2 separate regions of the Mus musculus genome follow, and region 1 is linked to region 2. A link is a contact called in public Hi-C data. All regions are on one chromosome and are shown on one strand. The core of a region is the stretch at or near the end of the contact, and the rest is flanking DNA. Distances in the headings are between cores, read along the strand shown. Region 1 holds the start of Eps8 (epidermal growth factor receptor pathway substrate 8). Region 2 overlaps Eps8 (epidermal growth factor receptor pathway substrate 8).

The links. A called contact is a pair of places that touch in the nucleus more often than the background predicts.
Region 1: a contact with region 2 is called in a Hi-C map of cerebellum, with 1.8 times the contacts expected there. The contact joins the promoter of Eps8 here to the enhancer-like site in region 2. A contact is called at or near these places in 1 of 39 promoter capture datasets (the HPC-7 cell line), 1 of 15 datasets of contacts at CTCF or cohesin (the NIH/3T3 cell line), 12 of 484 Hi-C or Micro-C datasets (Sertoli cells, Th1 cells, bone marrow-derived macrophages and 7 more), 6 of 115 datasets of contacts at active chromatin or transcription factors (embryonic fibroblasts, embryonic stem cells, forebrain and 1 more) and 3 of 9 other capture datasets (adipose tissue, liver and pancreatic islet).

Annotation. Positions count from the first base shown.
Region 1 is chr6:137,647,360-137,653,548 of GRCm38.p6, forward strand. Eps8 (epidermal growth factor receptor pathway substrate 8) reads right to left here and starts at 1,926. Exons shown (of 22, transcript NM_007945.3): 1 at 1,693-1,926.
Region 2 is chr6:137,608,648-137,614,096 of GRCm38.p6, forward strand. All of the region lies in intron 1 of Eps8 (epidermal growth factor receptor pathway substrate 8), which reads right to left. Among named protein-coding and RNA genes, the nearest start is that of Eps8, 38 kb to the right of the region's middle. Within about 2 kb of position 3,779, at least 19 of the 459 cell types and tissues checked have an H3K27ac peak or open chromatin away from gene starts, as enhancers often do. A contact at or near this core is called in cerebellar granule neurons, cerebellum and heart atrium, where this site is marked.

The DNA of each region.
Region 1 (6,189 bases), core at 676-3,175, 37 kb after region 2:
GCCTCTGACCACAAATAAGCAAAGTGTTCAAAATTAAACACCAGTTTCCTGTTAGGGGATTAAAACAATCATTTGCCAATTATAATGATACTCAATGACACTGGAAAGTGAAAGTTACAAAGTAGACGTCCCAATTCAGAGAGCAACACTTGGCTCAGAATAGTAGGATTTAAAAGATACTTTCTTCTCCTCTCTCTCTCTCTCTCTCTCTCTCTCTCTCTCTCTCTTTTCCTGCTATGAAGGAAGTGAATGACTTGCGGAATTTTACAAAGTCTTAGTCTCCTATGGTGCGGGAAGGGCTTTCTACACACACAAGCTTACTAGCTTGTGGCTCACTGTACCCAGCCGGCTATGTGATGAGTCTACAGAGAAGCTTAACTTTCAGGTGGTGCGAGCTCATCACTCACAGATTTCCCACCCCAGCAAACTAAGAACTACAGCAGCGTGCCCCAAACCCTCCAATCCCCAATTTAAAAACAAAACAAGAAGGAAATCTTTACTAGGTGAGGCGAGATGTCATTGGCTTTCATTTCAATAGACTCACTGTCCCAAGATCTACAATTCTACACAATGAGCGCAGCCGTTCCAAAACCCAGGGAGCCTTAGAATGGCATCCTTTCAAGAGCGAGAAATTAGAAACAGCCCGCAACACAGACACTTTGACGATTTTTTTTAAACATAAAAAAAGTCTTCCAGGAATCGTAATTCCACCTCCTCCCCAAAGTGGCAAAACCAAATAAAACTTCAAAGTACCCACACGTGTCTGAACCAAGTTGGATCTGAACTATCTTATTCGCTTTTTCGTCTCTTTCTCTTACTGTCTGAGGCAAGAAGGGAAACCTTTAGAAGAAAAGCAGCCATGCATTCGCTGAAACACTGGCTCAGGAAGACCTCCTCTTCTAATGCCTCGCTGCTCCAAATGTCTATGGATTTTAAGCCCAAACCCTAGGGCGTCCTGCCCCGGCGAGATGCCAACAGCACTTGGGGGCTACAGGAGGAGGATTTGAACAACATGGCTCAGAGAACCGGGCAAAGATTTTTGCATGTGTATTGTAGTCATTGAAAGGAAGGAAGGGATGAGACCCCGGGGCGCCTTCACTGTCTCTCTCGGTGGGTGTGGAGCCCTCCGAAGCACTACTGACAGCCATAGAGAGGCCATCTTCCTAAAAGTAAAATGGTGTTGGAAAGTGATCCAGAATTCACAACTATTCAAACACAGCGAGCTACCTCAACTGGAGGGTGTATACCAGGGCGGGTCCACATCTCAAACAGGTTTCCTAAGGGGTCCCCACTTGAGCTGGGTGAGAGGCGCTCCGAAAGCCCTGCATCTAAGACGTTAGGGCGGGGTGGGAGTCCAGGTGTGCGGAACTCAGGTACGCCCGCGCAGCCCAGGGGAGCGCGGGGTCTCTCGGGGGACCTCGGCGACCACCCGGGCGGAGGAGGCCGCGGGGGGATCGGGTCTCCTGGCTTCGGGGTGCGCGGAGCGGGCGCGGGGACGCGCTAGGGCGGCAGCGCCGCGCACACCTGGCCGCCGACACACCAGTTGCAAAGGGTCCAAGTGAACCGCAGCGGCCGCTGAGCCTGGCACCACTCCGGTGACGGCTCACAAAGACCCTTATGGGAAAGCGAGAGGGAGCCCATGCCGCGGGAATCCCACCCGGGGAGCCGCACTGATGTTCGGGGGGCTCTTACCTAGGATCCGCCCTCCGAGCAGCCGCGCTCCTCAGGGAGTGCCACGACCTCCCTAGACGCGAGGGAGGTGACGGAGGGAGAAAGATCCCGGAGCTGGAGCGCCCGCCGCGCCCCGCTGCAGACACGCCGCTGGGGCTTGCCCCGCGCCCTGCGCCCTGCGCCCTGCGCCCAGCGCCCCGGGAGCCCGCTTCGCCCGCCGCCCGGGCCGTGTGTGCGCGCCGCTCGCTCCCGGACACAGCCAGCGCGCGCCGCGCATGCCCAGCAGCGAGCCGGGAACGCGCGTTGCCCCGCGCGGCCGGGAGAGGGCTCCGTTTGCAAGATCTTGAGGACAGTTGAGTCTCTAGTAGACCCTAGGGCTCTGGATAGAATCTCAAGGGCTTCATCCCACAAGGCGAGCACGGCACCCCGCAGGGGAGACCCGGGATCCCAGCCTCAGAGTGGTGTCTACAATTCCTCAAGTGAAATGACCTAGGTCTGCAGAGCACAGCCGGGGGGGGGGGGGGGGGGGATGCCGCAGGCGGAAAGAGCGCTCAGGTGACCGCGGCCAGATCCTGCCACACAACTGATGACTAGTGTTAATCTGGGAGTTACTGCCCTACTCAACTACCAAGAAGAGGTATTCCCCAGCCTCTGACCTGTGACCTGTGTCCATTGGTCTGCTCCTGTACCATCTCTCTTCAACCAAAGCAGTATGCAAGTGGTACCCAAGGGCTTCACTGGTTTAGAGAGACTACAATACTCCAGTCCCTGGATATAGCCAGCAAGCCCAGACCTGTCTCACCAGGCGTCCTGGATCCCATTTTTCATAGGAGCTCCTGCCAAGAGTCTGGTGTAGTTTCAAGTATGGGAGACTCTTTAGTCCAGTAATAACTACTCACCACTGCTCAGTGCTCCTTGGCTCGATCACTGAAGCCACAAAATAAGGATCTGCCAGTCTTCTCTTCTGAACCTGGCATTTTCTTACCTTCTACAATACCTCCGTTGTCACAGCTACGCCCCCAGACACCCTGGCCCTTCTAACTTCCAAGGCAATTGACTTCCAAAGAAGCCAAGGCAGACTATTAAACAAAACTTGGCTTAAATAGCTGGGCCTACCTGCTTTGCGAGGCAAGCAAAAGCTCATTCAAGAGACCGTGAATTAGCAGGCCAAGATGGAGACTAAAAGGGGGCAGTGATGGGTTTTATGATTAAGTTCGGTCTACTGCCTTCATCCAGAATCTTCCTCCATCCAACATTCCCAACAGACTGACATCCACTTGAGCATGTCCAGTGTTCGAAATAGCTGGTTTTGATAGATGGTATAGAAAACTAGGATTGTTAATTGACAATCTCTGCCAGGAGCTACAAATTTTACTTTACACCATCTCTAACCCTTAAAATGAATCACCGCTTTAGAAAATTGGGAAAATGTTATTCAGAATTTTCTTTTTGCCAAAGCCAATAGTGACATTAGGATTGAAATCCAGGTCTGCCTACTCCACAGCTTACATACATAGATTTATATACTCAGATCAACTCTCCTTCAACTGTAGACTGGGAAAGATGGACCCTGAGGACTGACATGAAATTAATCTTGCTCCTTACAGATATTGTAAGACTTGAAATAGTAGAAGCAGGTTAACAAATAACCAACATAGTAGAAGCAGGTTAACAAATAACCAACAGAACCTTCTGCTAGTTATTTTGAGACATGCCCTCAAAATGTTTTTCCTTTGACTGGTCCTCAAATGGCAGAGAAATCTGTCAAAACCATTCTTTTCTGACTCAAATGAGCTTTAGGGTTTTTTTTTTTTCTCTGAAATTACACACACACACAGAGACGCTCGGCAAGAAACTAAAATCATCACTGACCCTTTGACCCAAGAAACCCTCCCAGCAAGACATCCCAAACCCATATCTGGTTTTCTTTTGGCAAGTGGACTGCCTAGAGTCAAACAGAAGAGGCCTGGATAAAGTGAACTTCACATGAACTGTATGTTCGACCTTAATACTCTCTGTAATTCTATATTGTTCAACCTTAATTTTCCCTTTAAATTTTATCTTTGTATTAGGGTATAATTTCATAGAAATATTAGCTGTCAACATAACCTTAAACTATAAGTTTGATGTATAGGTCTTATTTGTTTCATTTGAGTAATTTGGATTATAATCTGCTAAGACTCAATGTCAAATTTTCCTGTTTAAATTTTTTAAACAGATTTCTATTTCTTCTCTCTCTCTCTCTCTCTCTCTCTCTCTCTCTCTCTCTCTCTCTCTCTCTCTCTCGTGCGTGCATGAATGTGAGTGTGTAGATGTGCCATGGCATGCCTATAAAGATTAGAAGAAAAATTTTCAGACTCAATTCTTAATTCTCTCCTTACACCATGTGGGTCCCAGGAACTAAACTCAGGATATTGGTAGTAAGTTCTGTCACCTGCTGAGCCATCATAACAGCTTGGTTTAGCTCTTTAGAGTGCTATCATATATGTTTTTATTGACTGAAGACCTCACTTATTGTTAGGCATGTTTGGCACATGCCTATAATTGCAGCACTTAGAAAACACAGCCACAGAGATTAGGAGTTCAAAGCCACCCTTTGTTATATAGCAATTTCAAGGTTAGCCTAAGCTTTATAAGAGCTCTTCTCTTCGATCAAAAGGAAAAAACTCACTTGTTAATGGCATATGGAAAAAATGTAGAGGAGAATAAACAGAAATACATCAAATAGATGAGCATCCCAAGTGTTGATTGCGCTTACAGCTGGGTATAAAAGCTACATTCCAAAAGTTTCATTTCAAATGTTTCAAAATAGATAGAAGAGATGATTTTAAGTAATTTCATCACAAATATATGGCACATATATGAGGTAGTATATGCTAAACACTGGACTCAGTTAATACATTGAAGTATACATCTACCAAAATATACAAATGCTAAGAACACATTTTTTTTTCAAGTTACAAAAGAAATGGCAGAAATTTTTTTTTTCTTATTGTGTAAATTTTTAATGGCAAAACTTTATCGGGGGAGTTTAGTACTCTTCAAATTTCTTTAAATATTCCTCCATAATTCCACCATATAACCTGATACAGGACTATCACTTAAGAACCACTATGTGAAGACCTATAGCCTATCCACCTGTATACACACATGTACCTATGTATGTGTGGTATGTATGTGTGCATGTGTTTGTGGTATGATTATTTTAAACTCAGGCCTGGAGCATGCATGGCAAGTGTTTTAGTTGAACTGAAATCCCAGCCCAGTTCTGAGTTGTGAACACACATAATACAAAACATGTCTCTGGACAGATGTAGGAGAGAGGCACTATAGTTTAGAACATGGTTGCTGTATCTGATCTCAATCTCCTAAGTACGATCTGGTAGCCAAGTGCTCTCCCCATGCCTGTGGCCACCACTGCCCATATCATTTGTCACTTGAAAGAGCACACCAAATGCTTAGGTCATTTGACCTCTTCACACTTAGAGCTGCTTGGGCTTCTTGCCTCTTATTTTGTGGTAGTTGTTTATGTTTCTTGTTTGTTATGGTTCTTCATGTGCATTTGTGTTCTTAGACGCTGTTATGTTTAGCCTTCAAAGGCTTCGAAGCTAAAGCTTCAGATTGCTTCAGTGTAACACCTAGATGTGTAAAGGATGCTGGGAAGCTAAGTGTCACTGACAGATCATTGTCCTGTGTATCTTCTGCCTCACCCATTAGACTCCACTAGTCAAAACTAAATGCACATACATTTCTTACACATGAGAGAAACAGTTTTATTTTTGGCTATCTGTTTTTGTTTGTAGTAGTCAATAATCTGTTTACCACACAAGAGAAATTTTTTGAAATGCTACAAGCAAATTATTTCTGGGGAAAACTTCACTTCATTATCCTTGAATTTCCCATACATTAATGTCTGTTAAATGAAATTCATAGAGAATGAGTACAAGACATATAAGAAAAACTTATCAAAGTGACTGGCTGCAAAAATAGACAATGACTGGATTTATGCTTCAGGAAAGCTAATTAACTAGGGTCTGTTAAAGGAAAAACAAAACTCTAAGTAGAAGACCAACTAAAATGGATAAGGATTCGTGAAATAGAAGCCTTCCCAACACTAGTAAGGGAAAATATAACCTCTGAAGTTGGAAACGCCCTAAGAACATGTGAGAAGAATGTCCAACCAAAGCATGGGGGTGTGAAGAGATAGGAAAACAAGATTGGGAGGTGTGTATCACACGCGTGAAGCTATTCAGAATCTCAGACTGAGAGTTAAAAGGATACAGTGCAGGGAAGAGGTGAAGAAAGAATAGCAGATGACATTCTAAGATGGATTTGAGGCATACCTCCAAGGCAGGAGTTGTCACACACACACACACACACACACACACACACACACACATATGTATGCACACACACATACAGGGAGTTCTGACTATATATATATATGTATATATATGTATATATATATACATATATATACATATATATATATGTCAAAGGGAAAAGTTAATCATAAAA
Region 2 (5,449 bases), core at 2,529-5,028:
GACTCCAACCTGCTGGGTGCTTAGATAGAGATGGGAAGACGCCAAAGAGCCACGACTGACCATGGCCTCCCTCCCGTAGAGAACCCACCTGTCACAATGTGTGTGTGCCATGGCACTGCCCTGATTCCAACTCCAGTGTTAGTTCATACCTGGCAGAAACATTCTTGATTAGCCGGCCTGGCTTTACACTCTGCCTTCAATGGCAAACATAAATGCATATATATATGCGCGCGCGCGCACACACACACACACACACACATACACACACACACCCCAAAACAATTTCTATTTCATATGAAACAATTCTCATTATAATCTGGTAGGATATGATTCCATAAGAAGTTCAAAGAGTTGATGGATATAAACATAAAAGTGAAATGACTTCACATTTGTCCTTGGAGATAAGCGCTCCCCCTTGATTTGATCATGGATCAGGTTATAAGTACCTTTTACTTTCCTATAATGTCAACATTTGGAAAGTAAACATTTTCTTTTATGGTCTAAAACAGACCCAGTCAGCTGGACACGGTGGTCTATGCCTGTAATCCCAGCATTTGGGAAGTGGAGGTAACTAGATTAGAAGTTCAAGACCAGCTAGTGTGAGACCAGACTGGGCTACATAAGACCCTGTCTCAAATTAATTAATGAATAATAATAATTTTAAAAAAGTATGGATAAATCAAATGGGCCAAGCTACAGCACAGAACCTCAAGCACACACAGAGGTGCGTCTGCCACCTAGAAAGCCTCCTGGAGTTCGGCACTGAAGAAGCCCCAGCAGCAATAACCCCTTAACCTCAAGAACGAACCCATGGCCGTATTTCACCTGTGGGTACTTATGACCATGACCTCTATTCAAGGGGCATTGAGTAGAAGCAGACTCCAGCATCCATGGGTCAGCATGCCAGCTATACACTGAAGCAATTTTTAGAGGCATATGTCAGATCATATCCAACAATTCAGACCCTGGACTTTAATCAGAAAACGAGTGCCTTATATTTTAAAAAGACCTGCTCTTTTAAAAGTTTTTATTGGTTATTTTGTATATTTACATTTCAAATGTTATCCCCCTTCCCAATTTCCTCTCCAAGAACCCTCCATCCCAGCCCCCCTCCCCAAGATCTACATTTTTTAAATAAGAGTGCTCACTCCAAGAACAGACAGGAAGAGGAGAAAAGATTCAATCTTTAAACAAGGAGCGAGCCTTCCCAATATTTATTCATTTCTTCAGCCGATCATAAGTGGGGCTGCAGCAATGTATGCACTGACAACCATTCCACATCCCTCTGATCAAACCATCAGACCCATTAGTGCAGGCTCCCTCCTCATTCTCATGCAGCAAGTATGTACCCACATTATCTAAATGCAGACACATCTTCAGATACTAGTTACAGAGCCATAGTCCAAGTGAGACAACATGTCTCATGAATCCAGCCACTTTTTATACTGTGTGTGTGTGTGTGTATGTGTGTGTGTGTGTGTGTCTGTGTGTGTGTGTGTGTGTTTGTATGAACAAAGACTTCGCAAGAAGCAACTTAGGATGTAAAGATTTCTTTCCAGCTTACAGTTCAAAGTGACACAGTCTACCACTGCCGGAAGTCAAGGCAGGGAGAGCAGGAGGCAGCGGGACACCCTGCACCCATAGCCAGGAAGCAAAGGGAGAAGAATGCTGGTGCTTAGCTTGATCTTCTCTTCTTTATTCAGTCTAGGACCCCAGCCTAGACTAAGAAGTCTTCTCTGATCAGATAAAATTCTGAAAACACCTCCATAGACATAGCCAGGAGTGTTTCCATGGTGATTGTGCATCCCATCAAGTTGACAATGAAGATTAACCTCACACACACCAATCTCTCTTATGCTTTGTTTTTTCCTTCTCCCTCCTCAGTGTTACTCCATAAAATTCCACTTAAATACCAGTTCAGATAATATGCAGATGCTAACTGACAAGATGGCTGTTGGAGAAACTGAGGCTCAAGGGCTTCCATCTGAAGTGTCTGGTGGGGAAGGAGGCAGTGGGTAGCGAAGCCTAGGAAATCAAAAGGAACTAAGGGAGTCTGGGCAGGTTTCTAAGCCAAGACCAAGAGTCAACAGACAGAATTCGTGACCTGCCTAGGTCTACAGTACAGTTCAGAATTCCATCAAGTAAACAAGACAGAGACCCAGGAACCAGATCCAGACAGGAGGCCAATAACCAATCAGCAACAGCCACTGTAACTATCTAGACAGAAGCTCCTGGAGCAAAATGGCTCAGTAGTTAAGAACTTGCTGTAATTAAGAGTAATTAGGATCAAGAGCTGGTTGGTCTTGCAGAGGACCCAGATTCTATTCCCAGCACCCACGTGGCACCTTACAACTCCAGGCCCAGGAAGTTATAACCCTGTTCTGGCCTCTTCAGAAATTGCATGCACATGTACATGGTACACAGATCAACACACAGAAAAAACAAAACAACAAAAAAACAGGCATACACATACTTAAAAAAAAAAAAGAAAAGAAACTCTTAATTGGGCATTTAAAATTCCCCCACAGGTGGAGTGGGACCCATAACCTGGTCTGACACTTTGAACAAGAACTAAATACTCCCAGTAGTAAAAGAAAAGCAATTTACGGCTGTGGAGCCAGGAGCATTGCTGAGGTTTCAGATTCTCTAAGAGAAGAAAACCCTGCATCCCAGCAGTGAGGTGTGATTTCCTCCTCACAGTCAGGAGCTCACAGGCATGGCTACAAGAAGTGTGATGACCCAAGCGATTATGGTCTTAGCAGTGGTGATGTTAATAATGACATTAATGCAGAAGAAGAGATAATTAGCTAATTATAACCATTTACCAAAACCTTAATGTTTGGCCCTCTCTCCCACTTTTGTTTTTTGAATTTGTTGGCACCTGGTGGCTTTAAATACTTTAGAATTTGGATCTCCTTTCTTCATAAGACCCCACGGGAAGGGACGGCAAAAGCCAACACCTTCCTAAGGGCACAGCAACAGAAGCTGTGTCATTTGGGCTGCATTATGGGACAAAGGGGATGTGCAGGATACACCACCATTTACTGAGAGCACTTAGCCTTATGGTACTTATATCAAATCGCAGAAACCCAAGCTACTGCTTGGGGATGCAAGACCTACATGAAGGAACCCTGTGTCACTAACATTCTTGGCTCTTTTGGCAGGATTTCTTCTTGATGACTTTCCGTGTGTCCCTGACTACAGTGAGACCAGAAGTCAATGTATTCCAGCTATAGATACCGTTAGTGTAATCCAGTGTAATAATAATATAATCCAAGCAAAAACATCTAAGAATTATGAGATTTGGGGGATACATTTAGACTCAAGGGAGCGCCTTTTGTGTGCTCCTGTCTCATGACTGTCAGGAAACAGGTGCATGATAACAGGTCCAGAGACTATTTAATTCATACAGGCTCAGTAAGGGTGTGTCTAACCATCACAGTCTACTGGTTCAGTCTAATACAGGTCTGTCCACCTCCTCCATGCCCACTCAGGAAGCCCTTTCATCTTGCCGACTTGCTGGTAAATGGGTTCCACTTACTCTAACCAAGCAACTCAAAGCCTTTATAATCCAAATACATCCATATCAGTGGTACTACAGTTACAAATGTCAACAAAGCTATGTAAATATTAAGTAACAGTAAGGGCAATTAGTGATTGCACAGGCTCACTCCTACAAGGGAAGAGACAGCTGGGCATTTTATCCTAGCCCTGAGGAGGCAGAAGAAAGGCCTGGGTTGATGGTCCACCTGCTGCTATGTTGCCATCTGGCCTGAGACCAAACAGAACACCAGAAGTTGGCAAGAGAGCTGCTGCCCTGGGCGTCCAACTGGGCATATGCCTTATCCCAGTGGACACACTTTGGGGACACAGTTTCACACCATTCTTTGGCTGTGTGAGTTCTCTCTGTGTGCCAACGGGGCACTGGGGGAAGATTCTGTCACTCTAGGTGTTAGCCTGACCTCAATTAAGACACTTGTCCTATTTGGGGGGAAAGGGTTTTAACGATTTATATTCTGTAAACTCCCAAACCCAAGCAGGAGGCAGATGAAGGGCAAGGTGGAACTGACAGGACTCTGAACTTGGCAGCAGAGTGAAGAACAAGAATAGAAATCCTGAAGCCCCCACCCTACAGCATTGTAACCCTGAAAGGGGCTCAAGGACAGTAAGTCACAGAATAATGCTCCTGCCTCCTGCTCTGCTCAGTAGCTGAGCTGAGCAAAGGCTAGACAGGCTAACTAGTCATAGAGGAATTAGAAGCAGCACACATCTTTAGAAAATGTCAGAAAACAACAGTGATCACATTTGTTACCACCAACAAAAACAACTAATAACTTTTCCCACGACTGGTACTTACTTCCCTCCCTGAACACCTACACCATGCATCCCAAGCAAGCCGACTACAAGACATAGCTAAAAAAGAACTGGTGAGATAGCTCAGTGGGTAAACGTGCTTGCTGAACAAGCCTGAAGACTGGAGTTCAGTCCCCAGGATTCATATAATGCTGTGAGAAAAAAACCAACTCCATGGAGTTGTCCTCTGACCTCTGCATGCACACCACACTATCTGTACACACACACACAAACACACACACACACACACACACACACAAATAAATGCCAGACAGACAGACACACAGATGAGAGATAGATAGATAGATAGATAGATAGATAGATAGATAGATAGATAGATAGATAGATAGAAAGAAGGCTAAAGAGATGACTCAACCATTGAAAGCACTTGCCTGCTCTTCCAGAGGACCCAGGTTCAGTTCCCACCACCCATGTAACAATTTACAACCATCTCTAACTCCAATCCCAGGGGATCCTATACCTTCTCCTGGCCTCCACAGGCATTGCATGCTTGTGCTACACACCCAGATATACAGGTAAATACTCACAAACATAACATAAAGAGAAATATTTTTCAAATGAAATTAGTTGGCCAGGCCAAGGCATATGCCTAAAATTTCAACACCTGGGAGGGGGAGAGAGGAAAGTCGGGAATTCAAAGCTATCCTCGGCTATACAGTAAGTCTGAGACTAGCCTGTGCTATATAATAACTTGTTTTAAAATAAATAAAGGGAGGGAGAAAGAGAGGACGGGGTAAGGAAGAAAAGAAGGAAAGGAGGGAGGCAGAGAGGGAAGGAGGAAGGAAGGAAGGAAGGGAGGGAGGGAGGGAGGGAGGGAGGGAGGGAGGGAGGGAGAGAGAGAGAGAGAGAGAGAGAGAGAGAGAGAGAGAGAGAGAGAGAGAGAGAGAAACCGTCATCAAACAAAATGCATCAGTATTAGTGTTTTCCATTTTCAGTGTTAAGTCAGAGTTCCAAGATGGCTAAGCTCTATAAGTACTAAGGGATGTTGCCCTCTTCTGGCACCTTAGGCCCTTGGGGATGCAGCTCCATTCCATCACCACTGGCTGGCTCTCAAAACAGTCCATCAGCCTGTGGA